Linked DNA regions of Pan troglodytes: region 1 is linked to region 2. Evidence: chromatin contacts called from public Hi-C data. All regions are on one chromosome and are shown on one strand. Each heading gives the region's core, a stretch centred on a gene start, on an enhancer-like site or on the middle of the called end of the contact. The rest is flanking DNA. Distances are from core to core; before and after follow the strand shown.

Region 1 (3,092 bases), core at 90-2,589, 220 kb after region 2:
TCATTAGATTGGTGTGTTCCTTCTCTTTTCTTTCCATCATGATTTTCATTTGCTTAATACCAGTCAAAGCCTTCTTCACCTCTTCATCTGCATCTATCTCCCCCACCTCAGAAAAACCTGAAAGACACGTGGCAATTTTTTCTTTGAGATCTGATCAGATTACAAAACACCAAGTTCACCAACCTTTCATGTCTCCAAAAGAGAGGCTTAATTGTTCTTTTATAGGCTCATATTCTGAAAGCAGATCATAATGAATTAGCTGTCAGCTGCCACATGGACCCAGCTGCCACACGGACCATACCTTCTACTTCTCACTTGTGAGTGCCTAAACAAATAGAGTTCACTGAACCTCATTCTTGTCATCTTGCTCAGGCCCTGTTTTCATTTATCCATTTTTTTCTTTCATTTAAGACTCAAGTGTGTTTATATTAGAGAAAATTTTGCATTTTCTTCATAATTTATATTAAGTGCCCAGCTGGGGACCTCAAACACAGTCAGCAATTTCTCTTTCTTTCAGCTTCAGTTACCTAATAAGGAGGCACGAGACCTAGAAAGTATCCCATGTAATACGAGCTTCCTTAATAACTCAATGGACGTGTCTTATACAGCTTTAATAAGCCCTTAGTAAGTTTAAAATTCATTGTCATTCCCTGTTCAAAATAGCCAACATGGCCTACTAAGGAGCTTATTCTTGACTCTGATTTTAATTACAGACCCTAAATCAGCTACATTTTAGCTAATTTGTTCTTCTAAATATTAAGTACCCAAAGTATATATCACCAAGCAAAGGTTGCAAGTTAATGGCCACAGAACAACCAGATTCAATGTAATTATAACCCATTCTTTCACTAGTTTAAGAATAATTGCACAGATTAATGGTTTAAATTTTTCAAATGCTAGAAAAGTATTTCACTGTTCATTAGAGCTGTGCTGAGATGACACCAACCATCTGGATGATACAAAAAAATGCAGTGAAAAAATTGGCAAGTTGTATCTACATGATACAAACATCTGGAAATGTGAACGCCTGCAGAGACGTGATTGGAATTTTCTATTTTTACCCAGATGTTTGGCGTCATGATGACTTGGTTTAAGCGCCTTGAGAACGTTTCACCGTGAAAACAGCGAATATGGTTATCTCTCAACTGCGACTCACTATAAACCCCAGCAGGACAACCAACATGCAAACAGGACACAGCACAGATAAGAAACCAAACATACTCTTCAGGTTTTCACTGATAGCAGTTTTGTCCTTCCAATTGGGTGCGCAGTGACTGTCTTTCAACCATAGCAGATACACAATAAACACCAAGAGTGGCGGCTTCATGTTCCCGCTGTTACTGCAAAGGAAAAATAAACCCGCATCAAATGTCTTCCATTTGGTTAGTTTCTGTTGGCATCAATTGAAAACACCTGGGACTCCAAAGCATTTTTCTGTCAATTTTTCCTTATGACTTTAGACAACTTATGCTAATGTGCCTGAGACATAAGGAAGCTTGAAATGTAAGTTAAAAAAACAAACAAATTCTAGTCCCTATTTGGTTTAAATTCTTCACGACAGTTAAAAAAGCCCGCCATGTGAAGTACTTGGAACTCAATGCAATGGAGAAGATAGATCACATCCTCTCAGAGTCCAAGCTTCATTTTGTAAACATCTCGAAACACAGAATTGATTCGAATCTGTTAGAGGGATTTTTTTTCCCTCCAAAATTCTTTTTTTTTTTTTTTTTTGAGACGGAGTTTTGCTCTTGTTGCCCAGGCTGGAATGCAATGGCGTGATCTCAGCTCACCGCAACCTCCACCTCCCAGGTTCAAGTGATTCTCCTGCCTCAGCCTTCCCAAGTAGCTGGGATTATAGGCATGCGCCGCCAAGCCCGGTTAATTTTGTATTTTTAGTAGAGATGGAGTTTCTCCATGTGGGTCAGGCTGGTCTCGAACTACTGACCTCAGGTGATCTGCCCCCCTCGGCCTCCCAAAGTGCTGGGATTACAGGCGTGAGCCACCACACCTGGCATTTCCCTCCAAAATTCTATGTTCTCAAGTGAGTTTTTACCTACGTGGTTCGCTATTTTTTTTAAAGAAAGCAAAACCAACCACACACGTTTTTCTCATACCCCTTATAAAACCCATTATGCTATGTGAATAGTGCACAGTTAAAATTTTTTCTTCTCAGTTAATGAATTTCCCTTTGAGTTTAATTCGATACACATTAGTTACAAATATTCTAAATACAGAGGTTAAAACTTTACTAAGAAAAGTTAAATAAGTTAGAATAGTCGTATGCTTTAATAAAGTTAAAACTATAAAATAAGTTAGATTATTTTAACTCCCACAAAGGGGATATTTATCTGCTTTACGTATATTTACTATTTTAAAAAGAAAACAACCACAGAAACCTCCATTATTTGATCAACATTTGGAATGTCTTTTTAATACAGTCTTAAACTAGCAACTGTACTAGTCATTATGCAGTTATCACATTTTACATACATCATTTCAACTAACTCTTCTTCTATCATTACTCTATTTACAAAACAAAACTTTTTAATATAGTGTATTTACCACTAACTTTGCAATATCTCCCCAGTGAAGTTGCCACCAGCTTCTGGAAGGACCTTCGTTTTTCTCTGCTTTAATTTTCATCCGTGTCAGGGATTTAGCTGTGTCCTATCAATTTGATGACACAGTGTTTAATCCTATTAACCCAACATTTTGAGATTTACAACTATGATCTAAAATTTGGTACTGTTTAGAAGAAAACACTAGAGGGCGGGCTGTGTACACAATTGGCAACAGCGACCTTGGGCTACCTTCCTATATACAAATGTGTTTTGATAGGACTCATTAAAACCTTAAAAATATTTTTTAATTTTCAATTTAAAATATGTAGTTTCCTATGTAAGCAAAATTAGTCTCTTAGATTGAAAATACTATAAGCCACAATGTGAAAGTGAGTAAACTCTTAGATGAAACAGTTTGAAAAGTGTATTTACACAGTCATGTGGCATTTTTGTTGTTTGTTTGTTTTCTCGTTTGGCATTTTTTGACTATTAGTATATGAAGCGATATAACCAACTAAAGTGATAAAGTCT
Region 2 (3,357 bases), core at 593-3,092:
TCTAAATTTTTTTTTCTTTCTTTTTTTTTTTTTTTTTTTTTTTGAGATAGGATCTTGCTCTATGACCCAGGCTGGAGTGCAGTGCAATCATACTTTACTGCAGCCTTGAAATCTTGGGCTCAAGCAATCAGTCCTCCCACCTCAGCCTCCGGAGTAGCTGGGACTACAGGCACACGCCACCCAGCTATTTTTATTTTATTTTTTGTAGAAATGGGGGTTCTTTCTATTTTGCTTAGGCTGACCTCAAAATCCTGGGCTCAAGACATCCTCCCACCTCAGCCTCCCAAAGTGCTGGGATTAAAGGTGTGAGCCACCACGCCTAGCCCTCCTTTCTAAATTTACAAATCCTGTGCTTTTTCAGTTGATCCCAGGGACCTGCAGGTTTCTTTGCTGTCACTATTTCCTCCACCTGAAATGACCTTTTCGGCCTTCTTTCCTAGCTAATTCCTGCTGATCCCTTTGGCTCAGCTCAGGGCTGGGACTGGACTAAGTGGACACTCCGCATTCTCTCTCTCTCGGGAATCTCATTTGTTCCACAGCTTCAGCTCTTACCTACATGTTATTGATTCCCAAATCTATCTCCAGCCCTGGCAGTGCTCCTGAGTTCTGCCTCCCATTGACACTTCCACTGGCTTTCCCTCAGACACCTCAAACCCAACATGCCCAACACTCAAGTAATCATTTCCCCCTTTGCTATCCTGCTTTTTCTCCTGTGTTTTCTATTTCAAAGACTAGCATCATCACGTATTGTCTGTCTAGTACTTAGAACAGTGCCTAATAGCTATAGTTTTCTCTTTTCCAGAATGTCATATAAATACAGTCATACAAAATACAGCCTTCTGGCCAGGCGCAGTGGCTCATGCCTGTAATCCCAGCACTTTGGGAGGCTGAGGCAGGTGGATCACCTGAGATCAGAAGTTCAAGACCAGCCTGGCCAACATGGTGAAACCCCGTCTCTACCAAAAAATACCAAAAATTAGCTGGGTGTGGTAGCAGGTGCCTGTAATACCAGCTACTCGGGAGGCTGAGGCAAGAGAATCACTTGAACCTGGGAGGCAGAGGTTGCAGTGAGCCAAGATCACACCATTGCACTCCAGCCTGGGCAACAGAGCAAGGCTCCGTCTCAAAAAAAAGAAAGAAAGAAAAATTCCAGAAATAAACAATTAATAAGTTTCCCGCGCTGTTCTGATAACCAGGATGAAATCTCTCGCTGTCCTGTTTCATCCTGCTTGGGGCTGGTTATGAATCATCCCTTTGTCCAGTGTCTCCATGCCATCTACACTACCTGCCCATCACTCACTTAGTAGCTGGCCCAGTTATCAGATCAACTGTCACGGTATTGAAGAGTGTGTGCTCACGTAAGGTTTTTTGTTTTTTGTTTTTTGGTCCAGATTTATAATGTAATGGCTGTGCAGGTTCCAGTCCCTCATTTCTGCTGCTCACGGGCCCACTGCTCTGGGGTCAGGGTTTTCTGTTCAAAGGCATGGATGTGTGGGAGCTCTTCTGCTAGGCACGCATTCACCAGCTGGTGTCTCTGAAGCAGCGGCTTCCCCTCGAACTTGGCTGACACCACCAGGACTCGGAAGCTACAGGCGCAACGGTTGAAGGTCGTGTCCTCCACCTCCACATGCTCCGCCTCCAGGTCCCGCTGCAGCTTCTCCTGGAGGTAATTGGCGCTGAGTTCCCTGGCGGTAGTCCAGCTGGGGCGGCAGCCCAGCGGAGACAGAACCCCAGCTCGGACCCCTGCCACGCTGCTTTGCGCCCTTACAGGAGCCACTTCCCTGACGTAAGCTTTCTTTGACTTACTGATGGCATCAAAGCACAAGGGTAGGGATGCTGGCATATTGTTAAAATTGTTCGATTTATCATTAGTTATTGTTGTTGATCTCTTCTGTGCCTCATTTATAAATTAACTTTTATCATAGGGATATGTGTGTGTCTATATCTACAAAAAACCGCAGAATCTATAGAGTTTGGTACTGTAGCGATTTCAGGCATCCACTGGGGATCTCAGAATGTATTCTTCACAGACAAGGAGGGACTACTGTATTATTATATGGAGGTTAACCACACTATTAGCAATAGAATTATAATAAAAACTTTCAAAAACTTGGCGAAGCTGGTAATAGTGTGCCTAACATCCTACAGCACCTCCCTATTGTCGACAGAAAGAGTCGAACTTTCTAAAATATGTGAAGAGGTTTATTCTGAGCCAAATATGAGTGACCATGGCCCATGAGACAGCCCTCAGGAGGTCCTGAGAACATGTGCCCAAGGTGGTCGGGGTGCAGCTTGGTTTTATACATTTTAGAGGGGCATGAGACATCAATCAAATACATTTAATAAATACATGGGATTGGTCCAGAAAGGTGGGACAGCTCAAAGCTGGGGCTTCCAGGCTATAGGTGAATTTAAACATTTTCTGCTTGACAATGAGTTTACCTTGTCTGAAGACCTGGGATTGGGCTGGGCGCAGTGGCTTAAGCCTGTAATCCCAGCACTTTGAGAGGCTGAGGCAGGCAGATCACGAGGTCAGGAGTTCGAGACCAGCCTGACCAACACAGTGAAACCCCATCTCTACTAAAAATACAAAAATTAACTGGGCGTGGTGGCGGGCACCTGTAATCCCACCTACTTGGGAGGCTGAGGCAGGAGAATCACTTGAACCCGGGAGATGGAGGTTGCAGTGAGCCGAGATCATGCTACGGCACTCCAGCCTGGGCAACAGAGCGAGACTGTGTCTCAAACAAACAAACAAACAAACAAAACCTCCAAAGTGGCCGTCACTAAATGCTAATAAACACTAGAGGGCACAATTGAGTTGTGGAAAATTTCGGCCAATATTGCAAATGAAACAAGGTATGGACTCTAGCAAAAATTAATACACCAGAAAAATGGGTAGTGAAAATCATAAGCTTTGAAAACAATTGCTTTCTTTGTAAATCTGTTGATTAACCTTAGCCCTTTGAGATAATTGAATTAAAGTAGACTTAACACTTTAATACAAAGCCAATACTGTATTCCAAAAATAAAGCGTATATACATTGACAAATAGGACTACTTACATCAAAAAACTAGTGGGGGTGTTCTCAGTGTTAAGAGTCAGTTTCTATCTGAATTTTTCTTTCTTTAGATATTCCTGTCTTCTGGCAATGACGGTTTGGCCATGGAATTCACACTCATTCTAACCTGGCCACTTGAGAAAGCTTGAAATTTCTAAGGTTTTGTTATTGTAAGAGGTGACCAGATGTTCCAAACATCAAGCTATACAGGAAGCTCTCCACCCACTCCAAATGTCATGCTGAGTTCTCAACAGACTTCCCTTTCCCGTTTCCTTTTTCCCCTCTCTCTGATTTT

What was found. A called contact is a pair of places that touch in the nucleus more often than the background predicts.
Region 1: a contact with region 2 is called in a Hi-C map of stem cell-derived neural progenitor cells, with 10 times the contacts expected there. The contact joins the promoter of CLUL1 here to the promoter of LOC742418 in region 2. A contact is called at or near these places in 2 of 7 Hi-C or Micro-C datasets (blood and stem cell-derived neural progenitor cells) and 1 of 1 other capture datasets (stem cell-derived neural stem cells).

Annotation. Positions count from the first base shown.
Region 1 is chr17:30,302,348-30,305,439 of NHGRI_mPanTro3-v2.0_pri, forward strand. CLUL1 (clusterin like 1) reads right to left here and starts at 1,340. Exons shown (of 7, transcript XM_016933414.2): 1 at 1,222-1,340; 2 at 1-117. The coding sequence starts at 1,327.
Region 2 is chr17:30,086,393-30,089,749 of NHGRI_mPanTro3-v2.0_pri, forward strand. It overlaps LOC742418 (bolA-like protein 2), which reads right to left and starts at 1,843. Exons shown (of 1, transcript XM_054671912.2): 1 at 1,367-1,843. The coding sequence starts at 1,843. The coding sequence ends at 1,427.